2 separate regions of the Mus musculus genome follow, and region 1 is linked to region 2. The links are chromatin contacts, called in public HiChIP or PLAC-seq maps. All regions are on one chromosome and are shown on one strand. Each heading gives the region's core, a stretch centred on a gene start, on an enhancer-like site or on the middle of the called end of the contact. The rest is flanking DNA. Distances are from core to core; before and after follow the strand shown. Region 1 overlaps Rhpn2 (rhophilin, Rho GTPase binding protein 2). Region 2 overlaps Pepd (peptidase D).

Evidence for each region. HiChIP or PLAC-seq counts read pairs in DNA pulled down with a chosen protein or histone mark.
Region 1: a contact with region 2 is called in an HNF4G HiChIP or PLAC-seq map of pancreatic cancer cells. The contact joins two enhancer-like sites. A contact is called at or near these places in 1 of 115 datasets of contacts at active chromatin or transcription factors (pancreatic cancer cells) and 1 of 9 other capture datasets (adipose tissue).

What each region holds. Positions count from the first base shown.
Region 1 is chr7:35,353,893-35,357,397 of GRCm38.p6, forward strand. All of the region lies in intron 2 of Rhpn2 (rhophilin, Rho GTPase binding protein 2), which reads left to right. Gm51476 (a long non-coding RNA gene) reads right to left here. Exons shown (of 4, transcript XR_003946747.1): 4 at 3,313-3,505. Among named protein-coding and RNA genes, the nearest start is that of Gm51476, 7.5 kb to the right of the region's middle. Within about 2 kb of position 1,754, at least 34 of the 459 cell types and tissues checked have an H3K27ac peak or open chromatin away from gene starts, as enhancers often do. A contact at or near this core is called in pancreatic cancer cells, where this site is marked.
Region 2 is chr7:34,931,254-34,934,726 of GRCm38.p6, forward strand. It overlaps Pepd (peptidase D), which reads left to right. Exons shown (of 15, transcript NM_008820.2): 4 at 3,429-3,473. Among named protein-coding and RNA genes, the nearest start is that of Gm25922, 11 kb to the right of the region's middle. Within about 2 kb of position 2,023, at least 19 of the 459 cell types and tissues checked have an H3K27ac peak or open chromatin away from gene starts, as enhancers often do. A contact at or near this core is called in pancreatic cancer cells, where this site is marked.

The sequences.
Region 1 (3,505 bases), core at 504-3,003, 420 kb after region 2:
CCTGAGAGACTGTCTGTCTGATGGACAGACAGAGCCCAGACCCTCAGCTGGGGTCTTGCTTTTCAGCTTTGAGATTTCTCTCTCTTCTGGGGTGTCTGGGCAGGTCCTTTTCTTGCCCAGAGCTTGGTCACGTTAATGACAAAGATGTTTTGTCCATCCTGTGTTTGTGGAGAATTGTGACAGACAGTGCAGTCACAGCTCTCTGTATGTGTGTTTATTTTAATTTAATGTGTATGAGTGTTTGCTGCATGTATGTGTGCACCATGTGGAACCTGGGGCCCATGGAGGCCAGAAGAGGGCATTGCAGACCCCCTGGAACTGGAATTGCAGATGGTTATGAGGCACCATGTGGGTGCTGGGAACGGAACTTAGGTCCTCTGCAAGAGTAGCCAGTGCTCTTGCTAAGCATCTGTCTCTCCAGCCCTCAGTTGTAGCCATGTTGTTTACAGGTCCAGTTACTGTCTTTGCATTTACTTCTGGGCATGACTCCTTTCTCCACTGCCCAGACTTGTGCCTGGTAGGGCCAGTGCTTGGTGAGTGGGTGTTGATAGATAAGAGAGGGGACAGCAGAAAAGAAAGAACGGGACACTCCTATTACTAGTATTGTCGTTCTTTCTAATGAGAGGAGTCATAAACAGGACACGGTGCCACATACCTGTGGTTTCAGCTACTTGAGGGGCTGAGGCAGGAGGATTGTTTGAACCCCAGGGTTTGAGACATCTGGGCAAAGTAGCAACCCCACCCCCACCCACCCCCCATCTAGGAAAGCGTGAGAGTTAATGAGAGAGGCAGGTGGGCATGTTGTGCCCAGTACTCAATGCTGTGCCGTGGAGATAAAATAGTTACTTCCCAAGTAGAACTCAGGAAAGCTGTACCTGCGTCTAGACAGCCGTAAATCCTCCCCACACCCTTACGTGCAGTGCGCCAGCTTGCAGAGGGTGCAGACTCTTCCCTCGGAGGACAGCCTTTGGCTATCAGCTCTCTCACCTTCCATCTTGGGGAGGCAGGGTCTCGTTTCTGGCGCTTGGAGCACGCGGCATCAGAATATCGAGGGTAAAACTGCCATCTCCCCTCTCCCACCCCCTTAAGAGGCCTACAGGATAGGTTCTTTGGTTTTGTGAGGCAGGATCTCATATAGCTCAGGCTGGCTTAAAACTTGCTGTGTAGTTGAGGATGACCTTAAACTCCAGATTCTCCTGCTTTTGCCTCTTCGTGCACGTATATATACACGTGAGCATGCGTGCATCTGCATGCAGAGTGTAACTTTGTGCAGTCAGTTCCCTCTTACCATGTAAAATCCTGGGGATCGAACTCGAGTTGTCAGGCGCGGCAGCAAGCACCTTCGTCTGCTGAGCCACCTGGCCAGCCTGCTTTAGAGTTGGTTTTTTGTTTGTTTGTTTTATTTTATTTTATTTTATTTTATTTTGTTTTAATAGCAGACACTAGAGCTGCTCTGCCTGCCTTGCTCTGTTAACAACACCAGCCGACAACAACCTCGACAACAACCTCTCTGCGGCCCAGGCCAGACTCAATCACACTTACTGTCAGGTTAGCAGTTGTTTAGCTGATAGGTGAGATAGGGTGGGACAGGGTTGTAAATGATTCTCCTGGAACTGATACACTTAAAGTGTCCCTTGTAGAGACTGTTAGAGGGAAACTGGAAGGTATTTATTAATCTGACTCAGTGCACCTACGTTTAGAGACTGTTGGTAGACTGTTGTTAGAGGAAACTCGGAGGTATTTATTAATCTGACTCACCTGACACCAAAGCTTCCTGAAATCAGGGAGGGCATCAGGCCAAGCCTCACTCTGGCCCCACAGTGTCCCTGGCTGCTGCTACTAGCAGCAGGTAATTACTGTCATACACTGGACATGGCTGTCCTGTCCTTAGATTGCCTGATGTCCTACTAAGATTCTATGATGAGGATAGAACAATTATATTATAGGCAAGAGGGCATTTGGGAAAACATCCCCAAGAATGCAGACTTGGAAATGAGGGTCCCCACCATTAACTGCAGGGCCACCATGACTGGGCAGTAGCTGTGAGTGCCACAGTTTCAGGTCCCTTGAAGGTCCTCTCCTTCCCTGTTCCACCTCGGCCAAGAGTCAGTGAGCTTCCTAGAGCTTGCTGGGAGCTGGCTGGTGCTTTGAAGTGCTTCAGGCTGGCTGCTGGCTGCAATCTGCCCTCCAGGCTCCTTTCCCTCCCTTGAGAACAACAGAGGCAGAAACCAGATGGTATTTCTGAGGCAGAGAGATTGAAGCGAGTTACCAGGTTGTTCAATTTTAACTAACTAGTTCTTTAGTCAAAGAACAGGCTGTTTAACTATTCTGGTTAAAGCTTCAGATTGCCTTCTTACACTGCTCCTTAGACTAGATCGGGAAAGCCTCTCTCTGAGGCTTGCAAGTGTCTGTATACCTGCTGGTGAGTGAGTTCGTCAGGGCCAGGCTCCGTGCAGGGAGCTGTGAGGAATGGTGGGGATGGAGGAGTGTGCAGTGTAAGGCCCAGGCTGACCTGCAGCATATAGCCCAGGCTGGCCTTAAACTGGGGAGATCTTCCTGTCTTAGCCTTCTTAGTGCTGTTCTTTTTTTTTTTTTTTTTTTTTTTTTTTTCTCGAGACAGGGTTTCTCTGTGTAGCCCTGGCTGTCCTGGAACTCACTCTGTAGACCAGGCTGGCCCTGAACTCAGAAATCCGCCTGCCTCTGCCTCCCAAGTGCTGGGATTAAAGGCGTGCATCAAGACGCCCGGCCTTAGTGTTGCTCTTACAGACATGCATCACAACACGCACAGGCATTCTCTTTCCCTCCCTTCCCCTCCCTTTCCTCCCTTCATACCTTCCCCCTCTCTTCTCTTCTCTTCTCTTCTCTTCTCTTCTCTTCTCTTCTCTTCTCTTCTCTTCTCTTCTCTTCTCTTCTCTCTTTCTTCCTTTCAGCAGCCAGGCATCTCTATCGTCTGCCCCAGGGACCCAGCAACAACAGGATAGTTATTACCAGCTGCCAAGATGCCCACATATCCCCAGGAGCCACATATCCTCCCCATGCACAGGCACTACACCCCGTTCTAAAAGGCCAAGCTCTCCTTTCTTGTTCTCCTTTTCCCTCCACCCCCCGCCCAGAGGCAGCCTCTATAAACCCCTCCCCAGTAAACAGCCCCCATGAGATCTGTCACATGGTGAGACTTCATTGCCATCCATCACTTAGATCATCTTTTTCTCTCTCTCTCTCTCTCTCTCTCTCTCTCTCTCTCTCTCTCTCTCTTTCCCTCTTCCTTTCTTTCAAGACAGGGTCTCACTATGTAGCCTTGGCTGGCCCAGAAATCACTCTGTAGCCCAGCCTTGAAGTAGTGAGGATCCTCCTGCCTCTGCCTCCCCAGCGCTGGGATTGCAAATGTTGCTACCACACCCAGGTCTCACGTATGGGCAAGCACTCTGCCAACTGAGACACATTCCCTGTGTTTTGTTTTTGTTTTGTCTCGTGTTGTTGAGAAAGGAGTCTCACTTTGTGTCCC
Region 2 (3,473 bases), core at 773-3,272:
GGCAGGTTTGTCTCAATCACTGATCCTTGCAGTGTGGCCTTCCTCTGCCAGCTTCTCTCTGTCGGGATAATCTCAGAGGCTGCGCTGTGACTGCCCCAGCTCACACACAGGAGCAATCTCCAGGCTCAGACACTGCTCTGATTTGCAGAGGGCTACTTCCCTCTTTGACAACTTAATGACATCTTGACATGGTTGCTGACTTCTGCTCTGCACGCACCGTGTTGTGCCAATAGTGGAATAAAAGGCAGCGGCATTGTTTGGAGCTGAAGGCAGGCGCCCGGCGCTGGAAACGGATGATGGTTGCTGTCATTTGGCCTTTTTACTTATTCATTAACCACACGCAGGTGGTCAGCTAGCCACTAAGACCTGCCCTTTAAAATTCCATTTTCTGGAGGGTTCCATCATGTCTGCATCATGTGGCATTAATTTAATGGCTCCTTCTCACCTGAGGACTCAATGGGGCTTTGGGGCCCATGGTGCTGTGACCAAGCATCACCTGCTGTGACTCTGGGCTTGTGCTTGGGGCCAGCTGCTGGCAGAGCACAAATCCCCTATAGAGGATGGGTATCCTGTTAAGGGAGGCAACTTCTCCCTGCTGCCAGAAGTGCACTGTGTACTGGGATGCGTATCCGAGTGAGCTCAGCTCCTCTCCTGATTTGTCCCTTAAGTCTGGTTCTTTTCATTGGGATGTCCCGTGGGACGGGGCCAGGCATGAGCTGTGCCTGCTCCTCACCACATGTCAGCTAGGTGTAGATCCTCTAAGAAGCCACTTTGTGCCCTGTCCACACCCCCTCAGTGCATTCAGAGATTCCCAGTGACCCTTCCCACCAGTAGACATGTCACCCCCTTTCCCATCAGCTCCACCAAGTTGTGGCTGCCAAGTGTTCCATGGCTGGTTTGATCATGCAGCCTGGCACATATGTCCCTCCAGGTAATATCTAAATGATTTTTACTGTAGTTAACTCACAAACATGAAAAAGCAAGTACTGCTCAAACATAATTATCTCTGTCCTAAGAATGTAATGTGCAGAGTACCAGACAAAATGACCATAGCTCTTCGTATTTTATATGTTGGTGGTTATTCCTGGCAAGACAATGCATGGGAGGTAAATTAAGACCCAGTTTGCACTCAGCCTAGACTGTGGCATCTGCCTCTGTAAGGAGAGCAAGTACAAGGGGTACTGGGGGGGGGCAGTACTTGTGCTCACTTCTTCCTGTTGGGCTTCTTCTGGGGTCCAGCCTCTCTTTGCTCCACCTTGCCATCCATAGACAGTTTGAATGACAGTTGTCCCCCATAAGGTCATATATTAAATGCTTGGTTTTCCTACCAGATGGTGCTTTAGGAAAGAAGATTTTGGAGGAGATAGGTCACTGGGATGTGTCCTCGGAGTGCCATCTTGTCTCAGGGCCCTCCGTCTCTGCTGGCAGCTGTCCATCCACTGCAAATGGAACAGCCTTTGCTGTGCATGCCCTCCACCGTACTGCCCTGCCTCCGCATTCACTGAGGAGTAGTGGAGCCAAGCAGCCCCACACTGAGCCTCTGGAACCAAGAGCCCAAGAAATAAATAGCTCCTTTCTTAGATTGCTCAGCAAGGCATTTCAAGGCATTGCTCAGTGATGTCCAAGTACGTTGTGTAAGCACCATGTGGGAGTTTGAGGTGAGCACGCAGGAGGGACACCCAGTGTTCACAGCTTACTGCCATCACCTCCTTTGCTGCCACTTCCCCTGGCTCCATGGGATCAAGCTCTCAACCTGGGGCTTACCGCTTCGAGACCTCACCAGGCTTCCGGTCTGGCAAATCTCTGATGGACTCTTAACTTGTGAGACTCCAGAAGAGAAGGACAGGGAGATATTTGCTATGCCTTCCTTCTTAAGAGGCTCCTGGTGCTCTATAGTGGTGGATATGAAAAGGTTAGGGCCCCCACTTCAGTGGCTGGCCTGACCTCCTGTGCAGAGCCCTGGAGGCTGAGTCAGATCTTTGTGCTTCCCAATCGGTAGGAGTTTGCTTTTCATGCCTGTCAGTCCTGGTGTTGACAAAGTGACTGGGGCCAGAGGTAGGGCGGGGCTGTACTGGCACAGCTGGCACAGCTGGAGAGGGAGTGATGAAGATAATCTAGCAGCTGTCTTGCTGGTGGCCCTACCCCTTGCTTTCCCAGTCTGCACCTGGGACTCCCACAACCCAGTTGAAGTGACACCTCCTGCCTCAGCTCTTGAGGCCTTTTGCTAAGAGGTGTCAGATCGTGGCCAGTTAACTTTTGAGCCCTGTCTCATGGCAGAAGCTAATGTGACTGAATTGTGCAAATTTAATTAACGGCAAGAGCTTGATGCCCAGTGAGTTTTTCAGAGGTCGAAGGAGAGGAAAAAGGAAAGAAAAGAAGAGGGCATTCTATGAGACCACAGTGAGATCAGAGCTTCTCAGCCTGAAGTGGGCTTTCTACCTGGGCTGTGACACACACACACACACACACACACACACACACACACACACACACACACATTGCTGGGTCCACTACCCTCCCCATCCCCTGGTCCTTATAGTCTGAACCTCTGATAACAAGTTTTACTTGTTTAGGTGGAAAGAGATTGATATATGGACTCCTAGTTCCCAAGCAGTGCTGTGCTGTGGCACATAGGTCGTGGAGCTCTGAGGGCCTCCTGGTTTCATCCCCAGATGAACTCCCAGGAATACTGCCTGCCATCCACACATCCCTTACGTCCCTGGTAAATGTAGAGACCATCTGTTGTGCTGTACTGAGACCTGTTGGATGGGGCACATGCTGTGAGACAACAGTAGGACGGGAAGGGGTGGGTATGCAACCAGGTTTGCAGTAGTGCAGGTGGCATATATGCACTTCACTGGATGTGGCACTTGGCTGGTGACATCACCCCCCTCCATGTAGTGACTGTTCTTCCATGTGGGAGCCCACTGCCCCCAACAGCATTGATTCATCTGGGTGGCACTGCAGCCTGCTGAATCCAGGGAAAGCATAGAGTTGGGTGAGGGCTGTCTCACCTCATCTACTCCTGCTTTCTCCTTGGCTAATTGTTTTAAAGTTTGAGGACTCAGCTTAAATTCTTCTTGACTTCTTTAAAGCATCCGCGTATTAACCTTCCTTTAAAGAGGTGCAGCTGGGAAGTCACATATTCCATGGCCCCGAAGGCGATGTGGAGGGGAAGAGTGGAAGCTGGGACTTCTGCAGGCAGCCAGGGACACGGTGGACTGAATCAGAGGTCCCAGGGCGGCAGAGACGGTTCAGCGGCAGGACACCCTTTACCATCAACTGCTGGGTATACCTGCTTGGTGCTGGGTCCTCACACTGTGGCAGGGATGAACCAGAGCTTCATGGCCTGGATTTGGTAGACGGGAGGTGACCAGGCTTGGGCATTGCCAGGCCCTGACTGTGGTTTCGTTGTGCTTTCTTTTCAGGATCCATTCCAAGGAGTATTTCAAGGAGAAGTACGCTGTGGATGA